3 separate regions of the Cyprinus carpio genome follow, and regions 1 and 2 are each linked to region 3. A link is a contact called in public Hi-C data. All regions are on one chromosome and are shown on one strand. Each heading gives the region's core, a stretch centred on a gene start, on an enhancer-like site or on the middle of the called end of the contact. The rest is flanking DNA. Distances are from core to core; before and after follow the strand shown. Region 1 holds the start of dimt1l (probable dimethyladenosine transferase). Region 2 has its middle 14 kb from the start of LOC109068339. Region 3 holds the start of LOC109094963 (ski oncogene-like).

Evidence for each region. Hi-C and Micro-C count contacts between places; a contact is called where the count stands out from the background.
Region 1: a Hi-C map of skeletal muscle shows a contact between it and region 3, with 2.3 times the contacts expected there. The contact joins the promoter of dimt1l here to the promoter of LOC109094963 in region 3. A contact is called at or near these places in 2 of 8 Hi-C or Micro-C datasets (liver and skeletal muscle).
Region 2: a Hi-C map of skeletal muscle shows a contact between it and region 3, with 3 times the contacts expected there. The contact joins the enhancer-like site here to the promoter of LOC109094963 in region 3. A contact is called at or near these places in 2 of 8 Hi-C or Micro-C datasets (liver and skeletal muscle).

The regions. Positions count from the first base shown.
Region 1 is chrA8:8,668,017-8,671,272 of ASM1834038v1, reverse strand. dimt1l (probable dimethyladenosine transferase) reads right to left here and starts at 1,617. Exons shown (of 12, transcript XM_042761951.1): 1 at 1,426-1,617; 2 at 586-659; 3 at 344-430; 4 at 156-217; 5 at 1-71. The coding sequence starts at 1,483. It overlaps LOC109080204 (DNA polymerase alpha subunit B-like), which reads left to right and starts at 1,624. Exons shown (of 19, transcript XM_042761950.1): 1 at 1,624-1,771; 2 at 1,994-2,111; 3 at 2,323-2,447; 4 at 2,558-2,643; 5 at 2,747-2,804; 6 at 3,049-3,158. The coding sequence starts at 2,030.
Region 2 is chrA8:8,726,181-8,729,739 of ASM1834038v1, reverse strand. No RefSeq gene overlaps it. Among protein-coding and RNA genes, the nearest start is that of LOC109068339, 14 kb to the left of the region's middle. Within about 2 kb of position 1,644, at least 1 of the 8 cell types and tissues checked has an H3K27ac peak or open chromatin away from gene starts, as enhancers often do. A contact at or near this core is called in skeletal muscle, where this site is marked.
Region 3 is chrA8:8,865,099-8,868,440 of ASM1834038v1, reverse strand. LOC109094963 (ski oncogene-like) reads left to right here and starts at 1,710. Exons shown (of 7, transcript XM_042761959.1): 1 at 1,710-3,054. The coding sequence starts at 2,143.

The sequences.
Region 1 (3,256 bases), core at 368-2,867, 200 kb after region 3:
AGACATCAAAAAAAGGGAGGTCTGTCTTGAGAACGTCCCCTATGAGGATCTGTAGCTTGTTTTGCATTGGACTGCATTGAAAACAGATTTTTTCAATCAAACAGGTGCTGAGGTCTTGACAACTGTGGCAGTGAATGTGTACGAAAAACACTTACGTGCACTGAACTCTTTTTTGAAGCTCAGCGACAAGCCTGGTGTCCAACTCACATGCAACTACCTTTGAAATTAATGTAAAATGTTAATTATTGGAAATGAAGTAATTATGGGGAGAAATAATAATAAAAATAAACAAATGAATCACTAGTTAAAATCCAGCAATAAACATTTAATGAAACATATTTACTTTCTTGGCTTTCTCCAGAAGTTTGACAGTCATGTTACCAGTTCCAGGACCAACTTCCAGAACCACATCTGTTGGTCGTAATGCTGCCTGCAAATACATTTTTGTATTATATCAACACACCGATTATTTTGTGCTGTTACAATGTGGGGACACATTCAGAGAGCTGTCACTTTCTTTAGAAGAAAGATGAATTGCTAGAAATATAAAATGAAACATTTGACTGAAAAAGTCACATTACTGACCTTCTCTATGATGCCGTTGACAACCAAAGGATTCTTTAAAATATGCTGACCAATACCAGTATTGAACATAATTCCTGAAACAGATCAAGAAACATTAATGCTTTATTGTTTATGAGCAGTGGATTCTAACAAACTTTAAACATGCGTGCCCGATAATATCCCACAAAGAAAAAAAAGCCAAAATTTGGCATGTGATATTATTGGCATGACAATTAAACAAATAAACTTTAAACTTGAGAGAGAGAGAGAAAGAGCGAGAGAGAGAGAGAGATCTGCCCTGATCTGATGTTTCCAGCACATGTAGATTATACTATGCCATATTACTGTATTATATTACTTAGATGTATATTTTGCCTCTGTAAACCTAATACTTTATCTTATTTAATTTTATTTCTAACTTATACACATACATACACTAATTCATTTTGCACTACATGCTTAATACTTTTTACATATTTTTATTATTACTATTATTCCTTTTATTTCTGTTAATACAATGTGCTTAAATGTCATGAAAATTATATCACATTGCAAACATATTTTCAAATGTACTTTTGTCATGCCAATAAATGCTCACTAAATTAAATGAGAGAGAGAGAGAGAGGAGAGAGAGAGAGAGAGAGGAGAGGAGAGAGAGAGAGAGAGAGAGAGAGATCTCATCAAATGTAAAACGTAGTAACTTACGTTACGTTAGCATGCGGTACAAAAAATGTGCTTAAATGTCATGAAAATTATATCACATTGCAAACATATTTTATGGTCCGAAAAACAGGCCTAATTTTCTTAGACATGTAACTTACGTTACGTTAGCATGCGGTACAAAACACGAGCTTAAGCTACCTTGACTCTTCACCTCCTGGTGTTGTCGAGATTTTTTCTCAGCTTTAACCTTCGGCATCTTGAAAAGTAATGTCTGAGATTCCAAACTGTGAAATTTACAGTACAAATGTGTGAGTAAGTTCACGCTATCATAAACACGTGTAGCAACTTTGGCTCCTTTCAGCTGATCGGTGATAGAAATTCAGTTGACCGCCTCAAGCTCCCTCTGGCGTAGTGGAGGTCGCGTGGAGGAACCGGAAATGACATTTTTAGAACTGTTGTTGCGGGGACATTTTCGCGGCAATCTGAACGTGATGCAAAGACTGTTGAGGAATATGACAGTTGAATTTTTATATTAATATAGAAGGTAAGCTTTCACCTGATAAAATAATGTGTGTTGAAGATAACTTTCTTATTCTGAGCTTTATATTCCGCTGAATAAAATTGTATTTAGAAGGCAAAATAGGTTCTTAAATTATTGTGTTTAGCGCCAGGTCAGTTTTATTCAGCGAGACTCAAACCTTGCGATTGATGAAATCTGTTATTCGGAACATGTATGCATCTTCTTTATTCTGTTCTAATGTTACAGATTCTGAATTTTTGAACATCAGAGGACACAACAACAATGGCATCAGTCACTGCAGAGGACATCAAGTCTGAACTGGATACTTTCAACATAGCCTTCAACAATGACACTGTGGATAAAAGTAAATGTCAAGTTTCTTACTTGTTTTAATTTTTGTTAATATAATTTATTTCATAAATTCACTGTATGTATATGTGTGTATATATATATATATATATATATATATATACACATACATATACATACATATATATACACATACACACACATACATACATACATACACACACACTCTTATGATGGTGATATACTGTAATAATTGTCTATTGTAGTGTTGGAGCAGTGTTTGTGTCACAGGCTGAAGGGGGATGAGATCGTATTTGAGTGGTTTGCTTTCAGCTCCAGTAAAGGCCAGGTGCCGCTCACTCTTGATAACCTGGACCAGTTTGAACATGAAGTTAGTACAAGTGTGCAAAACATTATAACTGATCTCCTGAGATGCCTTAATAAATAAGACACCCTATGCTTCCCTTCTTGATTTGTATACTGCTTATGTGCTCCTTACAGATGCTGTACAAGAAGAAAAAGCCTAAAGGCTCATCAAAGGGAAGCCAATTTAACAAGACAAGAGACATCAATTCTATCCAGGAACTGTATCCTTGTGACTCAGATCATCGCTTGGTTTAATTTGATGTAATGTAATAATTTTTTTTCACTATAAATGATCAAAGTAGTTTTCTTAACAGAGTCTCACAGAATCCGTGCAGAAGAGGAAGAGGAGAGCATGCTGGATTCCTATTCAACACCTGCCAAAGTAAGAAAAATTGGAGACAGATTAAAAGGCGACACTTGATGGAAATGTAGATGGACAGATAAAAATGCATTACTGATTCCAAATGAGAAAATCATGTATAGCTCAGCTCTTATAAGTAAACTTAAATTGTTTATTTGGTCTGCTCAACTGCTGTAATTTCCAGTTTATTGACGTTTGCTTTCTTTGATACCAGACTGGTAAAAAGCACCAATGTAAATGTATTCCTATCGATTTGTGACTGCAGGGCTCTCAGAAGCGAGCGCTGACCACCCCAGAACATCCTCAGTCCAAGAGAGGTGTGGCCCGACTCACCAGTCCCAGTTTGTTGCTATCACCTGCCAGCTTTTCACCAAGGTAATAAAATCACCAAACATTTATTCAGATTTGAATATGTGAGACCTTTATGAGGCAAAAGAACCATTAACAAAATCACTAACACAACCATAAGTCGA
Region 2 (3,559 bases), core at 395-2,894, 140 kb after region 3:
GTGCTGTTACCCAACACACACACACAGGTCATCAGATTATTTACTGTAAAATAATTTGGAGCAGGACCAATATCAAATATGCTCCAAGAGGGACATGACAGCACACACACACAAGCACTCACACACACTTACTACACATATGCTTACTTACCTATTTAAATGATGATGTATCATAGACATTTATGTTTTTATATGGAATTAATTATAAGTACTTATACCCAAACTTTCACCCAAACTCTAACTTTATAAAGGGAGGTTCTGTCATATTTAGCTCACCAAATTTGTCACCAAGGTATATATGTAAACCATAGCACATAAATATGCATTTAAAGTGAGATATGTTTTAAAATGTGCTGCACAATAACCTATGAACAAAAAACATCAGATTATGATTGTAATTTAATGTTTCTTAATGCAGTAATGTATATGAAGTCTATAACACTCCAGATCTCCACTGCTGAGTGAGCTTTTGTAAGTGTGTGTGTGTGTGTGTGTGTGTGTGTGTGTGTGTGTGTGTGTGTGTGTGTGTGTGTGTGTGTGTGTGAGGCAGCAGTGTGTAATTCAACACACGTAGGTAAATAAGAGTTCAAGTTCACAGCTGTTGGAGAGAGAGAGAGAGAGAGAGAGAGAGAGAGAGAGGGTAGGGTGCAGTAGTATTTGCCTACAGCACTGACCCTATTAACCAGGATAGTCACAACCCGCACGACAAACACCTACACAGCCACATGCTGTTCAAACAAGAGATTAAGGTGGCAAGTTGGAAGTGTTGTACAGGTTGACCTTTGACCCTGCCTGGTATCTCTTTTTCCTCAGAAATATCAGCAGCAAGGGTACAGTTAGGATTTTGGAGATGAGGGAACCCTAAAATCTGGTGGTATATATCAAATAATAAAACACAAATTAATAATAATTTGAATAGAATATATATATTATTATTGTTATTTTATTAAATATTATATTATATTATAAATTATATTATTATTATTTTATTAAAATAATAAAAATAACAGAATGAAATACAATTAAAGATCATTATATTATATTGTATATTATATTATATTATATTATATTATAAAAAAAATTGTGAAAGTAGTATACAAATATTTACTAGAAAATGGAGCAATGAATCAAAAATTATATACACACATATATACAGATAAAGACAAACAGATATCACTTAATTCTACATAGTACATGTTGGTCCAGTGATATAAATTGTGTTGTTGACACAAGCAGTCTAGAGTTGAAAACCTGTGAGAATACACAACTCAAAACTGCTACTGAGAGTTTACTATGTCACATCAGTGTCCCATATTTTGGTCTAATTTAACCCCTGCTCAGCAATGACAAAACAATAATTAAGCAATATCGCTATCTATATATCAATATCTTTTTCCTCTGGTTGCAAGCTCTTGAGATTTAAATAAACTATGATGCAACAGCCATGTGACTACTCACAACCTAAACAGTAGCTCTGCTCTACAATTATGCTAGCATAAACGCTTCACTTATCTTCTTTCTCAGCATGGCAGAGAAGGATGGATGAGAAGAAGGAATGTGGCATGTTTAGGAAGGAGTGTCGTGGGAGAACCAACTCAGACAGTGAAGGGAGAGGTTTTCCTGCTCACACACAAATGCGGTTGCATGCATGCAAAACACACACACACACACACATACACCTTTGTTGTAAGTTGTAAGAGCACAGCTCGACTATACTGGGATACGGTTGCTGTGTCTGTGAGTTTGGAATGTTAACTCAATCCAGATGAGAAGAGAACACACTACAGCCGGTCTCAATCTCTCTATCTGTCCTTCTCTCCTGCTCTTTCTGACACACACACCTCATTCTTTTTGGGTTTGGAGGCCAGATCTGCTCAGCAAATAGCAGCACCTGGTGGAGAGGTTGAGAGACACATACGTACATGTAAGCCACATAATCACACATCCAAAGACACACCATTTAGGAAATAATGTAATAATAGCTGTAGTGTGGAGTGGAAGCGGAGCAGGAAGCGACAAGTATTCGGAGCAGGGATTCTCTCAGCATAGTGTCAAGCAAGTGAAGAGCGAAAATGGAAAACCCTGAGTGGAGTTGAAGCCATTAAAGTAATTACAGTAATGTCATTACAGATCACTATGGCTGAGGAAAACATATAAAACATATACTATCATTAACTAAAATTAAAACTATGAAATATATATATATATATATATATATATATATAATATATATATATATATATAATATAAATACTATAATAGTATATAAATAATACTCAAAAAACACTATGTAAGAGAGAGAGAGAGAATACACCTTTTCTGCAACAGTGCACTTAATCAAATATATTGTCTATATAATGACTAAAAATATGACTAAAGCAAAAAAAAACTTTTTTACCTAAAAGTACTATTTTCAGTTTTTTTATGTAGTCATCGTTTGTCTTTTGACAAAAAAAAAAAAAAAAAAAAAACTAATTTAGAGAATATTTTATCTTATCATATTCATTTTCTCTGATAAAAATGGTGTCCAGTTTTAGCTAAATTAAACCAAATACTCAGACATTTTACATATTTATTTAAACACAAATGTTTTAAACACCCGGGATCCTGAAGTAACATTATATGAGTACTGTAATATAATCTTAGGAATTTGTGCTTAAGTTATTCACCATGTTGTGAATATGTATGAATAATACAAACAAAGCATGGTGCTAGCAATGCCAAGGTCATGGGTTTGATTTCCAGGGAATGCATGATTTGAAATATGTATGTATATATATATATATATATATATATATATATATATATAAATATATATATATATATATATATATATATATATATATATATATATATATATGTATGAATGTATGTATATATAGAATATTTGCATAAAAGTGTCTGCCAGATGCATTAATTTAAATTGATCTCATATGTATAAAATGTATTTGAATGATTAACTGGCTAGCAAACACTTCAGATTACTGGTGTTCATAAGAACACTCATTTTCTAAACTAAAATAGTACCATATATAATACTTAATTTTATGTTTTAGCATTCCCAAGCCATTTTAAATCTGTAACATTGGATTGTTAAAGGTGCTGTATGTAGGATTAACACCGAGTGGTTGAACTAGGTATTGCAGTCCAAATTCAAAATATTGGAGAGGGTTTTTTTCACCCGGCCCCTCTTCCTCAGACTTGACGCACACGCAGGTTGCCAGATTGATGACATCAACAGGAACGAGTGCACTTGACAATGAATGAAATGAAAAACACTGTGTTTTCCGCCAACTGGCAACGGGGTGCCGAAATACAATTGGGGTAAACTGGCAGTGGGCGGGTTTCACAAACCAAAACAGAGAACAACATTCCGGCCGGAACACACATTTTCAAAGGAAAATAACTGACTGTAGCATTGTTTTTCAGATAAACAAGCAAGTTAACTTAGCATGTTTCTTAAATATTTGCAAGCATATTATGGTATTTTTAATGCTTAGTAGTCAAAAACTTACATACAGCACCTTTAAAGTTGTTATTGGACTTATTGTGTTGATGG
Region 3 (3,342 bases), core at 461-2,960:
TCCCTTCTCTCATTACATTATCATGAAGATGTAAGATCAGATCGCATATAGACTTTTGTAGAAAATCAAGAGCTATAGTGTAAAAAATTATCTTTTGAAGTTGTAAATAAAACATTTAACATTTACATAATATATTATTGGAGTATGTTTTACAAGAAAATACTATTTCAGTGCTGTTTTTGTAATTAATTGTGAATTTTAATACTTTCTCAGTGAAAATCGTTTCAGTGTATCTGAATATCTGAAGTGAATGCAGATAAAGCTTCATTTATTCACATTATACAGTTTTATTGAATCTTGTTTTCATAGCAGGACATGTGAGAATATTTTTTTCTGTAGCACCAATATATATATATATATATATATATATATATATATATATATATATATTTTTTTTTTTTTTTTTTTTACAAATTGATTGGTTGAATTTGGTGAATTGATGCAATGCATCAAGGCCATTTGTCCCATTGTGATCTACCTGCAGTAACATCCCCTTGGAGCTAGAGGGAGCTACTGCAACAGATTACATTGACCTCATGCTTGCCGTTGGACTCAATCTAAAAAGAATTATTAATAAATCATTGGCATATGTACAGCACTGTAGTGTGACAGGAAATGTGAATAAAATATGGCCCATTACCATCTACAGACATAACATTCATAGATATACATACATTAAAATAAGAGGTAAATATATAGGTCACAGTACTATTCACAGAAAGTGAGTGGATAAATATTTTTGGATGTCTGTGTGAAATAAACCCAAGATGTTGTAATAGTGGCACTGAATATTGTTTTATATAATTATCATCCATTTACTATAAAAACATGATAATTTTGAGGAGAATGATGATGTGATGAGTAATATTATTATTGCTTGATGTGCTTGACCCAGTTGTTTGATATTAGTGACAAAACATTACAGTTAGTTTGTCATATCATACAAATATTGTGAAACAACATATTTGTGTTTATTAGTCATGTAGTAGCAGTATTCTCCCAGTTCAATCTAAAAGTCTCAGGAAAACCAAATCTTACAAACTCAGACCGCAGTCAGTCTAAATTAGAGTGTCTGTTTCAGACTCCACCCATCAACCCACTGATTCTGCCTGCCTGCATACAACCTGCCTGCAAAATGCTCTTATTTCCTCCCCCTGTGACTTTCATTTAAAATGTTCACTGCACAAATGTACAGTTTTACTTTTTAAGCTTAATTGCATATATATATATATATATATATATATATATATATATATATATATATATATATATATATACATACATACTATGTATTATTCAATATTATTACCTTGCCTATTTATTTTTTGTGTTGTCTTTTTTAACATTTTAAGACAGTATTGTAAATGATGGCATTCATGCCTGTAAAGCTGTCATTTAAATAAATAAAATTTTATAAATCAGTTAATAAATTAAATAGAATAATGTGATAACTTTTTATGAATGGAGTAAAGTTTGCAAATAAGACATTAATAAACAAAAAGTAAAAAAAAAAATCAAGTAAATATAAATAGTGATATTTTAAATACAGTGATTGTTTCTGCAGCAGTGGGGAGTGAAGGCTGTTTCTTGGAAGAGCCACAGCCTGCGGAGTCAGTCACATTCTTGGCTGGGATTCAATGACTGAGCCAGACACACACAAACACTGAGCGAGCGAGAGCGAGAGAGAGAGAGAGAGAGAGAGAGGCTGTGCTCACTGACTCAGTCATACTGAACTGCAGGGGCAGAGGAGCGGAGGAGACGCGCCGTCCGGCTGCAGCGATCTCTACTCGCAGGGGAAAATACGGATTTAAAGTTGGCTGGTTGTGTATTTGACTCCTGAATTTGACGTGGGACAAGTTCGGCTCCCCCGTGGGATAGTTTTGTTGCATCTTGCGGGCTTTTGCTTTTGTTACACTTCAGTTTTCTGTACGCGTCTGTCTGTGGATATGGACTGGAGAGAGCCCGCTGCAGGGGAAGAAGACACGCTGGTGGAAACCTTCGTCTGAGTGGGGATTTGATGAAGCCCTATCGGCCTTCTTGTACTTGTTTTCACAGACTTGGATTTAGAGACGCGGAACCAGGACCTTTGAGTCGTATTTCTCGCCAGACGCTCGGTTTCAACGACAACGCGGTGCTCGAAACATGGAAACAGTAGCGCGACAGAGTTTCCAGCCTCACCCGGGACTGCAACAAACTCTCAAACAGTTTCACCTGAGCTCCATGAGCTCTCTCGGAGGACCGGCCGCTTTCTCGGCCAGATGGCAACACGACCTGCTCTTCAAGAAGGACGGCAAAGACGTCCCGGAGCCTGTGCTGCACCTCCCCCCCATGCAGCCTCCTCCGGTGATGCCCGGGCCGCTCTTCATCCCGTCCGACCGCTCCACCGAGAGGTGCGAGACGGTCCTGGAGGGCGAGACGATCTCGTGCTTCGTGGTGGGCGGTGAGAAGCGCCTGTGCCTGCCGCAGATCCTTAACACGGTGCTGCGGGATTTCTCGCTCCAGCAGATCAACTCGGTGTGCGACGACCTACACATCTACTGCTCGCGCTGCACCGCCGACCAGCTGGAGATCCTGAAGGTGATGGGCATCCTGCCGTTCTCCGCGCCCTCCTGCGGACTCATCACCAAGACAGACGCGGAGCGCCTGTGCAACGCGCTCATCTACGGGGGAACGTACCCGCCGCACTCCAAGAAGGAGCTGTACGGCTCCATCGAGCTGGAACTCACCGAGAAGAGCTTCAAGATCTATCACGAGTGCTTCGGGAAGTGTAAGGGTCTGCTGGTCCCGGAGCTCTACACGAGTCCCAACGCGCCCTGCATCCAGTGCATGGACTGCAGACTTATGTACCCGACCCAGAAATTCGTGGTTCACAGTCACAAATCGCTGGAGAACAGGACTTGCCATTGGGGCTTTGACTCGGCCAACTGGAGGGCATATGTCCTCCTGAGCCCGGATTACACGGGGAAAGAGGAGAAAGCGCGTCTGGAGCAGCTCCTGGATGACATGAAGGAGAAATTTGACTTCGCCAATAAATACAAGCGGAAAGCATCACGGGTGAGCTAGTTTTTTATATTGCGCTGCACCAGGATGAACGGTTTAAGTTTTGTTCTAGTGTACGGCAAGTGTCAGATGTCCATAACAAGCCGTTTATTCTTTTTAAACTAACTAGTTTCTGTGTTACTAGTTGCTGCCTAGTATAGCCAATAACCTTGCCAATAACCATGTTTTTTTCAATTTCATTAATAACTTTTAATCACAAACATATTCTGTAGTAATTATAGATTTGTCCCAAGTATCAAGTAATTCACTGCAAACTAGCACTTCTCGGCAGTGGCAAACAAT